2 separate regions of the Xenopus laevis genome follow, and region 1 is linked to region 2. Evidence: chromatin contacts called from public Hi-C data. All regions are on one chromosome and are shown on one strand. Each heading gives the region's core, a stretch centred on a gene start, on an enhancer-like site or on the middle of the called end of the contact. The rest is flanking DNA. Distances are from core to core; before and after follow the strand shown.

Region 1 (2,700 bases), core at 199-2,698, 74 kb after region 2:
TATCATATTAAGTGACATATTATAGAATCTTACCAAACTGGTATATATATTTAAGTAAATCTTGCCCTTTTACATCTCTTGCCTTTAACCACCATTTTGTGATGGTCTGTGTGCTGTCTCAGAGATCACCTGACCAGAAATACTACAACTCTAACTGTAACAGGTGTTGAAGCAAAAGACCAACTCTGTCTGTTAATTGGCTCATGTGACCTAACATGTATGGTTTGTTGGTATGTTTGTGTGCACAGTGAAACGTACAATCCCAGGGGGCGGCCCCTATTTTTTAAAATGGCAATTTTCTATTTATGATTACCCAATGGCACATGCTACTAGAAAAGTATATTATTATGAAAATGGTTTATTTACATGAAGCAGGATTTTACATATGAGCTGTTTTATGCAATATCTTTTTATAGAGACCTACATTGTTTGGGTGGTATAGTTTTCCTTTAATTGGCTTTTGGCAAAGAGCCCAGAATACGTGGCAGGTGCACATTTGTAACAATTTAAGATAAGCAGGTCTCTTGGGAGAGCTGTGACTTGCAGTTTTAGGGTCAGTCCACAAGAGCAGATTCGGGGAGATTTAGTCGCCTGGAGACTAATCGCCTCTTCTTCTGGGCAACAACCTCCGACAAGTTTCCTTCGGGTGACTTCGGAAAACGAAGGCAATTCAGGGAGATTGTCGCCCAGAAGAAGAGGCGATTAGTCGCCAGACGAGGGCAATTCACCTTCATACAGCAAAACTGTAATAACAAATAAAAACCACAGAAATTTCATACTTTCATAACCTGCCAAATTTTGTAAAATGAACATGGTAATTAAGGGGTGTGGTGACAAAATCGCCGTGGTCAAAAAAATTGTCGCCACACTCTGTGCCGCAAATCTTTTTGTCCCTCTTTCTATTTCCAAAATGTTGGGAGGTGTGAACTCCTGTTACAACTTTGAAGGCCTGGATCATTACTACTATAGAGTTGCTAAACCTCTAGGCTGGTTCACTTAGTTCAGTATAGAAAAGATGGCATTTCTAGCCATATTCAATTTTAGGGTTTGGTTCTCCTTTAAACATGGGTTGATTTTCTTCTTGGAAGTTGATTTCGCAAAATTATTTATAATATCCAGCCCTTACGACTAACTTACATTGAAGAATGATATAGTTAACATGTAAGGATTTACCCCTGCTGGCTGGGCATGTTGTAGCCATAGTGCAATAGGGAAAGCTGAACCCACTGCCCAGAACACTATTTCATTCTATTCAACAGGGGAAGGTCTGCGGATATATTTTGCCACATCTGTTTCTTTTCAGCAGCCCTGTCTAACTAAAGCGGAATTCATTTCAACAAAATAAAAAAGGGAGGAGTGCATTAAATGTCATTGGGAATGATATGCTTTAGTGGCTCAGCGAGTCTGACAGGGGGCTACACCTTAATTAACCCTATTGTTCTGTCCTTACAGAATGTCCTGGCCTATTGAAAAATTCCACAGGAAGTGTTAAGCTACAGGGCACCCTGGGGCTCATTTATAAACAATGGACAAATTTGCTGCTGGCAGTGACTCATAGCAACCAATCAGTGATTAGCTTTTTCATTCAGCTGCAGGTTGGACACTTAAAGCAATCCTCTGATTGGTTGCTGTGGGTTACTGCCCAGGAGCTCAGTGTTTATAAATGAGCCCTCCTGTGTTCCATTTAGTGACCATAGAGGCTGTCTACAGAGAAAAGCTTTACCAAGGCAAGCAATATGGCAGCTCTTGTTCACGTCAAAGTCAAATACAGTATGCAGAGAAGGCATGTGCTATGCATTCTATAATATATCATCATGTTGTGCTTTCTGATAGAAGCTATATGGCAGTTCCCACACACAAAAAGAAAACAAAGAAGAAATGTTCTACGCATGCCACATCAGGTTATCCGATACCCTTATCTCGTGCCAGATATGTGCAAATACGATACCGTTCAATAGACAAGACCTTGTCCACTCTGTAATGCAATTTGTAATGAATTAGTACAGAAAGAAACACATGATATTATGTTACAGTGGAAGCCAAATCTGTGCAGAAATCCTTCTCGCAAAGGAATGTATGAAAGTGGAATGTAAGAAGCCTTATCTCTCCAAGGACGGATTCAACTCTGATAGCTAATGGTTAAAGAATGCTAGGGAAATGTGCCTTGCCATCGTTGTTGGGCAAATCAGCAATGTTATCTCCATTTACTGTATGTGGAAAGGGTGAGGGGGGGGGGCGCTGGGAAGGGTTTTATAGTATAAAGGGCAGCTCTGACTATGATGGTGTAAGACCCAGTATTACCCACCTTGTTAACCACATGTAGATAAATCATTAATAATAACTTGTTGTTTTATTGTGACAATATCCCCCTGGACACCTCACTTTGCATTTGACTTTATTGCACATACATGACAAAGGGCAAAGGCAGATGAAGAGTAGGCTCCACTGTGCTCGGCCTGCACATTTTTGGCAGGCTGGGAGAAGCAGTCCAGTCTGCACTTGTAATGACATGTACAGTGTCTGGTTCCACTGGGCTATATAAAGGGGAGAGGCCTGAAACCATGACAGCATGCATTTTTGGGCCGATTTCTGGTAGCCGATCGGGGCGGAAACTGTATTTGTCCGTAGATTCACTGAGGTGCAGTTGGGACTAGATCTGCTTCTCTCAGTCTGCAGAAAATACACAGGCTGAGAGCAGTG
Region 2 (2,700 bases), core at 163-2,662:
TACTGCTGCACAAATATGGCAGCCCCCTCATTGAGGAACAGGGTAGTAAGAAAGGTAATGTAAAAGCATCAGGCAAATACTTTTATGGCAACATTATAAATAACATTCAAAGACAATGTTATGAAAGATAATAAAAAAGGTTATTTTCTGATGTCAGTATCGCTTTAGGGTAAGGCCACATGAGGAGATTCGGGGAGATCACTGAGGCAACTTTGGGCGACTATTGAAAACGCATCGCCGCATGTGCATTAGCGCAGGCGACTTTGCATTGTAGCCTATGGGGAAAAACGCTGAGGCAGATCGGGGAGATAGTCCCGCAAAACACGAGGCGATTAGTCGCCAGGCGACAAAATCTCCCGAATCTCCTTGTGTGGACTAGCCCTTAAATCACGTGCAGTAGGGAAGATTTATTGCAGGCGACTTAATCTCCCTGTATGCCTCAACCCTTAAGGGGAAGTTCCCTTTAAAGGGGTTATTCACCTTTAAATTAATTTCTAGGGGTATATTTATTACGCTGTATAAACAGCAGCGGGATAATACAGTACACATTTCCAGGCTTCACAGTGTAAAAAACAGCATAACATTTTTTCATGTGTTTTTTCTTAGAGTGACTTCGGCCAGAAGCAATGTAAAATAACGGCAAATCTGGAGTTAAAATTACACACACCTTGATAAATTTCCTATTTATTTTACACAGTTTTTTCGGCAAATTTCATTTTACACAAAATAATAAATATGCCCCTTAGTATTTTAGATAATGGCTAATCAATTTTTCAATTGGTCTTCATATTGTCTTTTTTTTATAGTTTTTAAATTACTTGCCTTCGTTTGACTATTTCCACATTTCAAATGGGGGTCACTGGCCCCATATAAAAAAAACAAATGTTCTGTAAGGCTACAAATGTATCATTATATTATTTGCTTTTTATTACTGAACTTTCTATTCAGGCCTCATCCTTTTCATATTCCAGTCTTTTTTTCAATACAGAGCATGGTTGCTAAGGTAATTTGGACCCTACTAACCAGATTACTGAAATTGCAAACTGGAGAGCCTCTGAATAAAAAGCTAAATAAATAAAAGCTAAATAACTAAAAACACAAGTAATCAAAAATTAAAAACCAATTGCAAATGATCTCAGAATATCACTCTACATCATACTAAAAGTTAATTTAAAGGTGAACAGGGTCTATCACTGCCCTTACTATATACCCAGGAAAACAGTTGTTTTTAGTATTAAATGAACAATCATAGGACCAAAGTTGTTGCCAATGCGATGTGACACAGCTTATGTAGAACACAGCGACAGAAGTGGGATAGGCGATAATCAGGGGGCATGGCTATGCGCTGGCACCCAGGTGGCACTGTCGGCCAGAGAGTGTCGCTGGTCTCCACCCCCGTGTGTTTGTGCCCATGTGCAGCCGGCTCCCTGTCTCACAGCCAATAGGCTCAGTGCAGCTTTAGCAGCGCACGCGGATCATCTGCGCCCGGGCGCAGGGGAGCTCCTGTGTGTAAGGCCGATCCAGCAGCGCACAGAAGAGCGTTGGGGGCCAGGCCGAGCAGCATGTCGGGCCCCGGGCTGCTTGTGGAGCTGCTGGGAGAGAAGCTGGTGAATTCGGAACGGGAGGAAGTGGATGTGCAGGCTCTGGGCTCCAGGGTGTCTTTGATCGGACTGCTGTTCGGCTGCGGGATGAGCGCCCCTTGCCTGCAACTGCTCCCTGGCCTGAACGACTTCTACTGCAAGACTCGGGACCGCCTGGAGATCGTCTTCGTCTCCTCCGACCCCGACCAAAAGAAATGGCAGCTCTTTGTCAAGGACATGCCTTGGCTGGCACTGCCCTACCAGGAGAAGCACAGAAAGGTGAGAAGGGCAGGGGCGGGCGGAGGAGCTTTAATGTGACCCTGACAGTGCCTGGCTGCAACATGCTTTATCCATTGGCTTCACTTTGAGCACTTAACTAAAACAATACACTGCCTGTACATGCCTTTGATTTCTCAGGTGTTGAACTACACATTCCAGCATCCTATTAGTTGTAGTTCAGCAAAAGACTGGGGGGGGGGGCTACGGGGATTGATGGGTGCAGTATGCCCATTTGCCTTACATCTGTCAGGCACTGTGTTTTTGGTACAGTTGACAATGGCTCCAAAAATAACAGATTTAATATAGCTGCCCACATTTCTGAACTGTCTGGAGTGGACAAATTTTGCTTCTATGTACCTATGCACTGATGTCCTAAACCTGCCTAAGAAAAACTGCAATGTATAATGCTCCACGAACAGGCTGCTATGTCTATTCTGGACTAAATGCTATTTTTTTGGAATTCAAGTCTGTTGTATATTTGTTAAGAATTTCTCATAATATATCCTGAGAAAGCTGTAAGCTTGGTTATGCTCATGGTTGCTATTGCATATGCTCTGCTGCCACAGCATAATTGCTTTGTGCAGGTGTTGAACCAAAGCCTTCTACTTCCTTTGTACCACACAACCTGTTTCTGGCAATTTTCCACATTTTTGGCAATACCGAGCTGCCTGCTTATAAAGCGTTGGAATGTTTCCATTAAAACTGACTGAAAGTGAAATGGTGGTCATAATCAAAAGCCAGTTACATCAAAATAGTTAAGTGTTAGCAAAAATCCTCTGGTGGTAAACTTTTTGACAGATGGATATCGTAATAATCTCCCTTATTTTACTTTAAACAAATT

Evidence for each region. Hi-C and Micro-C count contacts between places; a contact is called where the count stands out from the background.
Region 1: a contact with region 2 is called in a Hi-C map of animal cap, with 4 times the contacts expected there. The contact joins the enhancer-like site here to the promoter of nxn.L in region 2. A contact is called at or near these places in 3 of 4 Hi-C or Micro-C datasets (the XL177 cell line, the XTC cell line and animal cap).

Annotation. Positions count from the first base shown.
Region 1 is chr2L:100,258,128-100,260,827 of Xenopus_laevis_v10.1, forward strand. All of the region lies in intron 7 of nxn.L (nucleoredoxin-like), which reads left to right. Among protein-coding and RNA genes, the nearest start is that of mrm3.L, 17 kb to the right of the region's middle. Within about 2 kb of position 1,449, at least 5 of the 7 cell types and tissues checked have an H3K27ac peak or open chromatin away from gene starts, as enhancers often do. A contact at or near this core is called in animal cap, where this site is marked.
Region 2 is chr2L:100,184,433-100,187,132 of Xenopus_laevis_v10.1, forward strand. It overlaps nxn.L (nucleoredoxin-like), which reads left to right and starts at 1,413. Exons shown (of 8, transcript XM_018246918.2): 1 at 1,413-1,859. The coding sequence starts at 1,563.